Regions from separate parts of the Salvelinus alpinus genome. Here region 2 is linked to region 1. Evidence: chromatin contacts called from public Hi-C data. All regions are on one chromosome and are shown on one strand. Each heading gives the region's core, a stretch centred on a gene start, on an enhancer-like site or on the middle of the called end of the contact. The rest is flanking DNA. Distances are from core to core; before and after follow the strand shown.

Region 1 (6,309 bases), core at 2,313-4,812:
TTCCAAAAGGAGATGTTTATTATTATTTTTAGTCATGTCTTTTACCTAATGTCGGCGATCCAAACATGCACAAATTCCCATAGAAACACAGCCATTTTAAAAGTGCACGGCTTGTGCAAAGTACCATGCCTTCAATTTTTGTCTGACAGGAATAGTGGCGACCAGTCATTCAGCACCAATACCTGTTTTGAGACCCACATTTTTATCTAAAGATAAAAAAAACAATTAAAAAAAGTTTTGGGGGGGCTTACCTGTTTTGCATGTTATTTTCAAATAAAATGTTATTTATCACATGCGCCAAAATGTGAAATGCTTACTTACAAGCGCTTAACCAACAATGCAGTTAAGAAAATACAAAAAATAGTAAAGCGATAAGAATAACCAATGATAAAAGAGCAGCAGTAAATAACAATAGCGGGGCTATATACAGGGGGTACCGGTACAGAATCAATGTGCAGGGGCTCCGGTGTCGAGGTAATTGAGGTAATATGTACATGTAGGTAGAGTTAATAAAGTGACTATGCATAGATAATAGAGTAGCAGCAGTTTTCCGGGGGGGGGGGGGCATGCAAGTAGTCTGGGTAGCCATTTGATTAGCTGTTCAGGAGTCTTATGGCTTGGTGGTAGAAGCTATTTTGGAGCCTCTTGGACCTAGACTTGGCGCTCCGGTACTGCTTGCCGTGTGGTAGCAGAAAGAACAATCTATGACTAGGGTGGCTGGAGCCTGACCATTTTTAGGGCCTTCCTCTGACACCGCCTGGTATAGAGGTCCTGGATGGCAGGAAGCTTGGCCCTAGTGATGTACTGGGCCATACGCACTACCCTCTGTAGTGCCTTGCGATCAGAGGCCGAGCAGTTGCCATACCAGGCAGTGATGCAACCCATCAGGATACTCTCGATGGTGCAGCTGTAGAACCTTTTGAGGATCTGAGGACCCATGACAAATATTTTCAGTCTCCTGAGGGGGAATAGGTTTTGTCGTGCAAGCTTCATGACTGTCTTGGTGTGCTTGGACCATGTTTGTTTGTTGGTGATGTGGACGCCAAGGAACTTGAAGCTCTCAATCTGCTCCACTACAGCCCCGTTGATGAGAATGGGGGCGTGCTCAGTCCTCCTTTTCTTGTGGTCCACAATCATCTCCTTTGTCTTGATCACATTGTGTTAGAGGTTGTTGTCCTTGCACCACACTGTCAGGGGTCTGACCTCCTCCCTATAGGCCAGGTGTGGGCAATTCCAGTCCTCGGGGGCCTGATGGATGTCACAGTTTTGAGTGAATAGGGAGTACAGGAGGGGACTGAGCACTCAACCCCTGAGTGGCCCCCGTGTTGAGGATCAGCGTGGCGGATGTGTTGTTACCTACCCTTACCACCTGGCGGTGGCCCGTCAAGAAGTCCAGGATCCAGTTGCAGAGGGAGGTGTTTAGTCCCAGGGTCCTTAGCTTAGTGATGAGGTTTGAGGGCACTATGGTGTTGAACGCTGAGCTTTAGTCAATAAATAGCATTCTCACATGATGTTCCTTTTGTCCAGGTGTGAAAGTGCAGTGTGGAGTGCAATAGAGATCGCATCATCTGTGGATCTGTTGGGGCGGTATGCAAATTGTAGTGGGTCTAGGGTTTCTGGTATAATGATGTTGATGTGAGCCATGACCAGCCTTTCTAAGCATTTCATGACAACAGATGTGAATGCTACAGTTTGGTAGTCATTTAGGCAGGTTACCTTAGTGTTCTTGGGCACAGGGACCATGGTGGTCTGCTTGAAACGTGTTGATATTACAAACTCAGACAGGTGCAGTACGATTTGATCTTTGTCCTGTATTGCCTGTTTGATGGTTCGTCGGTGTGCATAGCGGGATTTCTTATAAGCTTCTAGGTTAGAGTCCCACTCCTTGAAAGCGGCTGCTCTAGCCTTTAGTTCGATGCGGATGTTGCCTGTAACCCTTGGCTTCTGGTTGGGATATGTACGTACGGTCACTGAGGGGATGACGTCGTCGATGCACTTATTGATGAAGCCGATGACTGAGGTGGTATACTCCTCAATGCCATTGGATGAATCCCGGAACATATTCCAGTCTGTGCTAGCAAAATAGTTGTGTAGTGTAGCATCCACGTCATCTAACCACATCCGTATTGAGTGAATCACTGGTACTTCCTGCTTTAGTTTTTGCTTGTAAGCAGGAATCAGGAGGATATAATTATGGTCAGATTTGCCAAATGGAGGGCGGGGGAGAGCTTGGTATGCATCTCTTTGTGTGGAATAAACTTTGACTGTGATCAAATATGTTTGCCTGGGGCCTCTGGACACTATATGATACTTATAAAGTAAGTTGGCCCTGTCCGGGGGTATCATCGGATGGGGCCACAGTGTCTCCTGACCCCCCCCTCCTCTAGTATTTATGTTGCATTAGTTTATGTGTCGGGGGGCTAGGGTCAGTTTGTTATATCTGGAGTACTTTTCCTGTCTTATCCGGTGTCCTGTGTGAATTTAAGTATGCTCTCTCTTAATTCTCTCTTTCTCTCTTTCTTTCTCTCTCTCGGAGGACCTGAGCCCTAGGACCATGCCTCAGGACGACCTGACATGATGACTCCTTGCTGTCCCCAGTCCACCTGGCCGTGCTGCTGTTCCAGTTTCAACTGTTCTGCTTGTCCCCAGTCCACCTGACCTGTTCACCGGATGTGCTACCTGTCCCAGACCTGCTGTTTTCAACTCTCTAGAGACCGCAGGAGCGGTAGAGATACTCTTAATGAATGAAAAGCCAACTGACATTTACTCCTGAGGTGCTGCACCCTCGACAACTACTGTGATTATTATTATTTGATCATGCTGGTCATTTATGAACATTTGAACATCTTGGCCATGTTTTGTTATAATCTCCACCCGGCACAGCCAGAAGAGGACTGGCCACCCCTCATAGCCTGGTTCCTCTCTAGGTTTCTTCCTGGGTTTTGGCCTTTCTAGGGAGTTTTTCCTAGCCACCGTGCTTCTACACCTGCATTGCTTGCTGTTTGGGGTTTTAGGCTGGGTTTCTGTACAGCACTTTGAGATATCAGCTGATGTACGAAGGGCTATATAAATAAATACATTTGATTTGAAATAAATTTATAAAGCACTGTGCAGGAAAAACAATTGATTGTGTCCATAAAACAGTGGTCCAGTCTGCACTTCTGTACACTCGCTTTAAGGGCTGTAGAAACCTTTTACTGCAACAATGTATTTAAGATGCTTTTTCCACTCTTTAAGGGCTGCAGAAGGAGCAGCGACGCTCTTCTGGGTGTAAACTCTGTGGATTTGGAAACTGGAAGTGCTCCTGAGTAGAATGGGCCCCCCTTTTACAGCGACACAACGTGCATCAAATTGTACACGGTGCAATAAATGATAGTACGCACACAAAAAACATTGTTGACAAAAATACTTTTAATTATTCCATGTATAGATAGTTGTGCATATTTTCCATCATTTTCAACCTAATTATTAATTTACTAAGTATACAGGACGGGGCTCTTATTCTGAAGGATTCCAAAAATCCATGACCCGGAACTACTTAATTATTCTTGCCTGCTTCACAGCGGTGGATTCGGTCATAGCTTTAGGGTTGCATGCAAACGGAGCTGGAGGAAATGCGAGAGGGGACCAATTAATTCGATTTACAATTCATTGGGTAAGCAACCCTCAAACGAATCACTCGATTGATAATGAAATGCATGGACTCAGACGACCACTAGTTTCCATGGGAGTTATGAGGGTGCATGGGACATTTGTGTATAAAACTGGTTTGTTGTTTGCATTTCGAATGCATGTCAGACAGACCATATACCTTCCCTTCCTTTGTTCGCTTGCGCCGTTTTTGTACACTGATGCGGGGTTTGTATGTACTGCTGGTTCAACATGGCTGACATTGTTAGGATCAAGTCAATCCACCTATTTGGCACTCAAGCGAATCAGTGCTTCAGGATGCACATGTGTTTACATATGCAACTGCAAGCAAAATAGTTCCTCCCTTTGACTTTTTATTTATTGTATAAATGGCAATCCTATACATTCTTGGGTCACTCCAGAGAATATTGAGTAGATTTACTTATCTATAACTGCTTTCCATGTCTGTTAAATAAAAGTATAGTTAGGTCGGGGGAAATGAGACAGATACACATTGTTTCAATGTTATCTGTAGGTAAATATTTTTTGAAAAAAACATGTATGAACTGGGTGGAGCTAATTCTAATCCAAATTGTGTATACATTTTCAGGAATTACAGCCTATTAGGCTAGTGGCAAGGCTCCCACATTTTCTTGTTACCCCTATCTGAGGTAAAATAAACCACGTTTATCTCATGTATAAAGTGGATGGTTGTGTGACATTTGTTTTTACTGTAAAAGTGGTTAAATTGATAGATATTGTGACACACACCCTTAACTCACAGTGCTAAATGATCCTGCCTGATAAAAAATACATACAGTAACACTTTTTATTTTATGTTGTGGCTATTGTAATCTGCTCTAAAGAAAACATCCCCCTAAACTCAAAAAGTGCAGAATAATGCCTGACTGAAGAGAATGGGCCACATAAACTCATGTAACCCAATATTGCAAGCTCTGATATTGCTCTAATTTGGAATAAAAGTAGTCACCTGTCAGCCCTACATACATAAACAAACAGCATTAGGCTGTCTGAATGCATCTTGGAAATATAGACCTGTAAACACACAGATACAATAGGTGGAAATATCTATAATATATATATTTATTTTGGGGGGGGTTTAATGTTCCTTAAAGACTTTTGTATCTTTTATCCCCTAGTATTTCAATTAAGTCATGGGGCCATCACATTATCTTTATATTTTGCCTCATTCAATATGCCATCCAAAATTATTATGTAGTTTACAACACTTATGACTATAAAGGCTGGTGTGAATCAATTTGATTCTGAATCCAATATGGCCAACATGATTACACTCCAACACCTTCACCTGCACGTAAGTAGCCCTTGTTCATTTTGTATGTGTTATTCTGTCTTTTAAAATGGTTTCATAAGGCTCTTGGTATATCTAACTATGAGTGGCACTGCCATGACTCTGTGTTTCAATAGCCGAAGCCAACTTCAATGTGTTTGTTTTAATCTCATTCACACACTTACAGCATATCAACAATGGGCAATTCTACAAAATATAATAACAAGCCTTTCATGACACAAGCACACAGTAGCGTAACCAAGTTACAGGAAAGCAACCATGATACCACACTCAGCTACTCTAGTAGTGTATATGTACAGCCCTCTTTTACCCACTAAAATTAAGTTTTGTAAGCTTGATCCAAAGTCTTTGAGGTCTCCAGGAAATGAGTGTGTTTTTAATAAAGGGAGAGGAGACAAAGTAGCTAGTTGTGGTTGTAGTTTTGGGGCCTGACCAGCTTACACAGCTAACTGGTCATTCTGGCCAAGCTGCAGCGGCAAGGGTGGTATCCTTCCTGTATCACTGGCGGGGTATTGGGGCTGTTGGGTGATCAGTTTCCATTTACACGGTTCGCTATAGGCAGTCAGCAGATGCAGCTTGCATACCAAAGAGACCCATTGACTAACTGGAATGTTATCGAAGCCTGAATGACACTGGGGATACTCCAGTAGTGGAATGGTTGGTTGTCTGGTTGTGAGGGAAAGCCTGTGAAAGGGCTGTCACAAACAGACTTGCCTTTAGATCTTTCCAATGCCTAATTGGCCTGTGTGTGGAGTTTCTTATGTTGAATGTGGCAAAAAGTCATGCTAATCAATACTGTCATGTATGCAGTCTGACGAGATTGTTTAACTTTTTAACTGGATAAATATAAAGAGATCTGCTTACCTGGTAGCCATCTTGAAGGTACTGGCAGATGTGTTGCTTCATTCAAAATCAAACTTTATTTAAAATTCTCAGTCCTTCAAAAATGTTGCGGAGGATGACATCAGTCATGGACACTTGATTTTTCCACTTTTTTCATTATTATACACGAATATTCAGTTAATAATTTTTCTGTCATTTGAAAACAACTATTAGAACATCAATTCTTTTTTCTCAGGATATTTAAATGTTACTCTGTTTAAATTACAACATAACATACATTCAGACAGAGCTGGACGCGTTGCGGTAATGAGAATTTCATCAGAAAATGCTGTAAAATACTAAAATAATTAATTCCTATGTTGAAATTACTCTTTGTGCAAGGTAGAGAACACATCTTTATTTTGTTATATTACTAAATGACATGTTTTATATTTAAAAGCATTACTGCCATGGCATTTTAATGGTTTCATGAGAATGACCCGTGAAGTGTCAGCGTTTTGGTT
Region 2 (6,309 bases), core at 1,380-3,879, 490 kb after region 1:
CATATTGGTTTATTGACTTGGACACAAATTGTGTTTTGACATTGGGCTATTTTTCAAAATGTCAACAGCAAGCAGCTACAGCATAATTTTCAACTTAATTTTTAGGCATTTAAATGTAACTTTCAAAATGTATTTCCAATAGTATTGTATTTAACCAGGTAATAATTGCTGAATGAGTCAAAAACAACGTGCTGTGATTTATTTATTTTGATGATATACCAGAAATCACCAAAACGGGTTTGCACTGCTTACTAGGTTATTTTTGCTTCCAGACCTGGCTGTGTTGATAAGCACTGAAATATTGTGGGAAATGGGGAACACATGCACAAGTAAAGCTTACCTTTCTCTGTGTGGTAGTCTGTCCAGTGTCACCTGAAGACTTTCCCTCCCTAAAAAGGCTGGTGACCAACTGGGAATCAACTGCTCTCAGACATTGAATATCGCCTAAAATGAGTAAACATGAGAAATGGTTTGCATCCACACACGTATTAACGCTGTCTTGATAAAGTGGTTTCGTTTATAAAATGATGTTGTAACTAATAAATGTTGCTAGTACGTGCTCTAATGGCACGACCAAATCTTACAGCTTGATGTTCTTTTCGATTCCATGTCATGGTGAGCTCGAGAGCAGCTGTGCGCGAGGATGGAGCTTCCCATTCCCGCTCTCAGAGTACTTGCACGAGACACTTTCAGGTCCATCAGCCGTAGTTTCCTCCTCAAAGCTTCATTCTCCTTCTGCCCTCGAGATATCTCGGAATGCAGGACCGCATAGCCATTGTCAACAAGCTCGCAGATTTCAACCACGGCCGCGTTGGCCAAAACCTCCATGATGGAGGCTAGTTGAGTGTGAAGGGCAAAGGAATTTGCCATTTTCGGAAACAAAAATTCCCTCCGAATAAGTTAATGGATGAACTGTACAATTTTTTTTATGTATAAGTATAGAAGCATGTGCATTTAGTGTAGCATCACTAAAATGTAAACAGTGGCGGCATTATTCTTGCTAGGTCTTGCTTATTCATACTAGCTTCTTGATCAGCATCTTCTTCGAGGTTTATTGGCCGACTACACACATGTGTATTGCGCCACCTACTGTACGGGGTAGTAAAAAAAAATACCCCCCAAAGAAAATTATGTTTTGGATTTACAAATTCATACTTATTACCAAAAACACTAACCAAATTCACGCTACTACCCTGAATTTCAAACAAAAAACTACTCCAGTCGGTTTAAATATTCAGATCCCTACACAGGCTCAGGAACATGGGAGGGGGAACCTCTTCATTCAGTATTCCCTGTAACATTTTATCTGTAAAGTCCTGGAGATCCATAAATCTATTTGCCGCCTTCACAATGATGTCTAGCTTCTTAGATTTCGTTAGTTTGACTTCTGAAATGTATCACTTGCGCTACAAACGCAACACATTTCATCTTCACTATTAGTGTTTGGGGATCCTTCTCCTGCATGGCATTCACTGCAGACTGTGGGACATCCACTACCATCTACTCTCTACGCACTCCAGCTATTTTCACTGCCTCTACATATAATATCTGCTGGATGACCCTGATCCTAGTTACTGCGACCTCCTTCATCATTACAGGGCACTCCGAGAACTCTGGAACATGATTCCCATCACAATTACAACATGTTTAATCTGACTCTTCAACTACTACATATTTATTCCTTCGACAAACACTTGCCAAGTATCCAAACTTTTTACAATTGTAACACTGTAGCGGCTTCTGTGAGTGCGGTCTCACTGCATATATCCCATATCCAGGTTTTACATACGTTTGGAGAACCACTTCATCAAACGACAGTAAAATCGATAGGCTTTGCTCCTTCTTTCTGTCTATTATTCGATTCAAACTACGTGCTCCTATCATTCCTGGAATGTTATCCCTAAAACCACACGGTCTCTATATCCAACGAGACACCTCGATCAGCGACTCGTCAGCAAAACAAAAAAGTACATCCGGGACACGAAATTGCGAATTTAAAAAATAAAAGTCCCCCACGTAATAGTAGACAAGTTTCAATAACAGGGCTTAATTTGAACCGGAACCTCTCCATTTTGAACTGTTTTGTTCCGCAACTTATTTAGCCGTATCCGGTACCTCTCCTGACATGAACAATAATAGTCACTTTTTGCAATGTAAAAATTTGAATAAAACGATCAAAGTTAATTAGAGTTGCCTCTTCGTTAATTGTCCTGCAACCAAAAAAAAAACAATGTGAAAAAATTTATTTTCAGCCCGGGCCTAATATTCCACCCGATACAATTGCAATCCGTCGATATAATCGACAACTATCATCAGAAATCAAACAATATGAATCAGACAGTGGGGCGCCGCCTGACCTACTAGTAGATCAGATGGTTCAAATCAACGTTTCATATCGTCGTGTAAATGCACTGTAGATCGAATTGCACTCAATGAATGTTATTCCCTACTATGGGTCATATTAGCGGGCTATCCCGGGGTAAAAACACTTTTTAAAAATGTATTATGTACCTTTGACGAAGGGAAAGGACATCAGAAGATCTTCTTCTAATTTCAGTTAAAGCACAATAAAAATGACCATTACTGCCTACTCGAAAATTACGCTATGAAACGCTGATTTAAACCTTCTGACCAACTAGTGGGTCAGGCGGCGCCCCACTGTCTGATTCATATCGCGTGATTTCGATTATATCGACTAATTGGTTTTGTATGGGGTGAATATTCTAAGAGTTGATTCGGGTTGGGGTGGCCCGTTTCATGGTTCGCGGAACAATTGTAGCCTATGTTTGAGACCAACGCATAGCCGTTGCTGTGTGATAAGCGTGACAGTATCTCTTACATAACTAGAATGAGATTCACTTTCTATGATCTCTCTCCTTCTCTGCTCTGATAGACATGAGCCTGCAACTCTAATCTCTCCAGCGTTGCACTTCATCATTTATTTCCTTATAGAATCAAAGCCGCGAAAGGGGTTCTTAAGGAACTGCAGCACCCCTGATCAATTTAAATAAATGTGTCAAAGTCATTGATTGCCTCCCCTATATCTGTCGCTTCCTCAGTTTCATTCACGTGTCTACTTTGATGGGTTTTTTTTGTTTCTCTTGGCCAGACGCTGTTCTTGCTTTGTTTATGTCTATTTATTATTAAATCCTCACCATGTACATGCTTCCCGTCTCCCAGTGTCTGTCGTCTCAAGACCGTTACAGAATTGCATGAAGTGCGTTTTGAAAAGGGACATTTTTTCCTGGATCCTAGGCTACAGAAATGGTTCCCCATGTGTGCAACTTCTGTAAATGTCTCTACTCTACTGCTCTATGCTCTACTGCTCTAAGCTAGCCAGCTAACGTTAGCTGGCTAGCTTTATGGGTGTTGTGACATGAGTATGAAATTGTAATTATGTTTGTTTAATGTTTTAGGGACTCCTGAAACAACCAGCATACCAGGCTGTCGTCTTGTGAAACAGTTGATGTAAAACATTTCGCTAGCTAAAGCGTTTACTACAAATTGAATGTACAATTTTGTAAGCTTGCCTTGCTGATATTTGCCATGTAATGCAGTTATTGTGCAGTAGAGGATAAAAATACCTGTATGCCTATGGATGTGAAGCTAGCTATGTAGCCAATCTTTGTATGGACCCTAAAACGTTTGGTATACATATTAGTTCAGAACCTAGCTATGAACCTCAGCTATCATAGCCAGCTGTATCAACTTCAAATTGGTCTGAATTACATTAATGAAGCCTATGGATTGAGTGTAATATAACTTTGTGCCAAGGATACAAGTCGGATATACATGTAGTTATTGCCATGCATGAGATCCCCACATTGTAGCCTGTACATTTAATATATTGTCTGATCATGTACTCTACCTTGGCAAATAAAGGTGCAGTATTTTTCAGTCATATCCAAAACCAGGAGTATCAAATTCCAGTCTTTGAATGATGCTGTGTCTGTGCATATGTATTACAAATATACACTTAAACAGTGTTTACCAATCCTGGGACATCAATGGGCACACATTGTAACTATGCAATAGACTATAAACATGATTTAACTAGTTAAAGGCTGATTTGTAATTCATATATACAGAAATATAATTTAAAAAACAGTACACTACACTTCCTTTGCATCATGTAAATACTCTAAAACCGGTTAGTCTCAATATCTAATTTCCTTCATCTGCATCGATCTGAGAAACACAGGATAGGTGTAGCATTTAATCAAATGAGACACTTAATTTCAACCAGTAGAGAATGTGAAACGCTTTATTGAAAGAAGTTAATTATCCAAGTGTTATGAATACATAATAGATGTATTATAATTGTAATTTTATAAATACAAGTTCAATCTGTACTTCAATGCACATCTGGTGTGCATTATAAAAACAGGAAGAAAGAGGTGGCGAGAGAGGTGTAAAAGAGAATGGGAAAGAGGTAACAGAGGATCAGGGAAGACAGCATATGATTAATGAATCACAGTGCTACCCTAATATTCTCTGTTCATCATAATTACATAATGGTGTCTCTAGTGGTGTCTCCTAACCAGCCTTGGGCTCCCAGTCAGCCCAAAGGTTATCTTAATAGCGGGTGAGTTGGCAATGACTGGACTCAGGGTTGGCATCCTCTCACATCAAGACATACCTGCAGACGAGAGACAGATGGAGACAGAGAGCATGTTTAAGCCTTGTTTTTAAAAAAAATATTCTGCCTGTCATCAATCATCAGGAGGTGAAATGCAAAGCTGACCTTGGATCATTAATTCTGGGACTACATATATCTGTATTTCAATGTAAAGCATCTCTATACTTCCTGTTGACCTGACCAAGGTCAACACCTGGGTGGACTTAAAATAGCCTGTTTTGTTTTGTACAGATATCACATCCTTACCTAAACAGAACCCTCACCTGAGATGTAGAAGTCAAAGGGAGAGAAACTGAAAATTGAATAAATGCAGTTGACATAGCTAAGTAAATGGAAGAATACTCTTATTACAATGTGGGTGGCTCTTAAAAAAATAGCCTTTGGTTGTGCAAAGTGTAGTCTATGGTGTTGCCAGGGAACAGCACCCTCATCGAAGTAGTATCAAATCAAATTTATTTATATAGCCCTTCTTACATCAGCTGATATCTCAAAGTGCTGTACAGAAACCCAAGTACAGAAAGAAGTAGGAGGTAAAGATCTCCTGCACACAGATTGCCTCTCTTGCTGTGTTGTTGGACCCCATCCTTGAAACATCCTGCAGAGCAGCAGACTTCTCCTCTGGCACATGGCAGCGAGCTGTATATCCCCTCCTGGACCTTGTGTCCATCCTCATGAAGTTATGCAGGACACAGGAAGACTTCACACGCCTGAATTCCCCCAAGAGGCAGTCCCAGATGGCTCTGGTCACCCAACCTTGCAGTGCCCTACACGGTAAATGTAGGCAATCGTTTTGAAAAAATATCTAGTTACAAGGCATCTGTAGTGTAGTAACCTGGTATATTTATGTTTACCAATAGATGGCAGTATTGACTCAAGACGGGGGTTTGCTTTGCGTTATCCGTAGCCGTTTTCTTTGCCATATAACCATGCTCGAGAAAGCCTCAGCAAGTTTATGCCAGGTGCATTAGGGTATGTTATTCTAAGTTACCATTAAATACTCTATTAAACACTAAACCATCAATCTAAGAAGCCTCTTGAGATACTAGATATTTGGCGACGAGGATGTCTGCGTTGGATTTGTTTTCCACGAACTCAACTGAGTGTTTAGCGTGCGACGCTGGATGTGCGACTCAAGTGAGTGGTGGAAGATTCTGAAGGATTGATTCCTTGGATACGGGTAGGACAAATTATTGACTGTGAGGGGAGAGATAATCGGAAAAGATGGCTTTGGCAACAATAGGCTCGCTACCACCATTTGATCCAAAGAAAATCAGGAATGGGAGGAGTACTGTAAAATAATGAAACATTTATTTGCTGCTAAGATAATAACTCTTGCCGTTATACAGAAATCCATACTGTACGCGTTGTCGGTGCACAAACATACAGCTTAATGAGAAACCTGTTGGGCCCAGATAAACCAGGAGAAAAGTCATTCATAGATCTAGTCGACCTATTAAAATATCTCTTCAACCTCAAACCCAGTTAAATAGTGCCACGATTAAAGTTTGATTCACGCATGAGAAAACCTACCAAATCAGAGGGGGAATATGTGGCTGAGTTGAGAACTAGCACTGGACTGTAACTATGTGAATACATTATCGCAAATGCTACGCGATCGGCTGGTGTGTGGGATTAATGATGACAGGATACATATGCTTGTTATCAGAGCC

What was found. A called contact is a pair of places that touch in the nucleus more often than the background predicts.
Region 2: a contact with region 1 is called in a Hi-C map of muscle, with 17 times the contacts expected there. The contact joins the promoter of LOC139545824 here to the promoter of LOC139545813 in region 1. A contact is called at or near these places in 2 of 3 Hi-C or Micro-C datasets (muscle and red muscle).

Annotation. Positions count from the first base shown.
Region 1 is chr19:52,462,320-52,468,628 of SLU_Salpinus.1, forward strand. LOC139545813 (spindlin-Z-like) reads left to right here and starts at 3,563. Exons shown (of 6, transcript XM_071354022.1): 1 at 3,563-3,655.
Region 2 is chr19:52,954,875-52,961,183 of SLU_Salpinus.1, forward strand. LOC139545824 (zinc finger protein 329-like) reads right to left here and starts at 2,630. Exons shown (of 5, transcript XM_071354043.1): 1 at 585-2,630; 2 at 341-444. The coding sequence starts at 870. LOC139545981 (a long non-coding RNA gene) reads right to left here. Exons shown (of 3, transcript XR_011669171.1): 2 at 5,114-5,403; 3 at 4,276-4,639.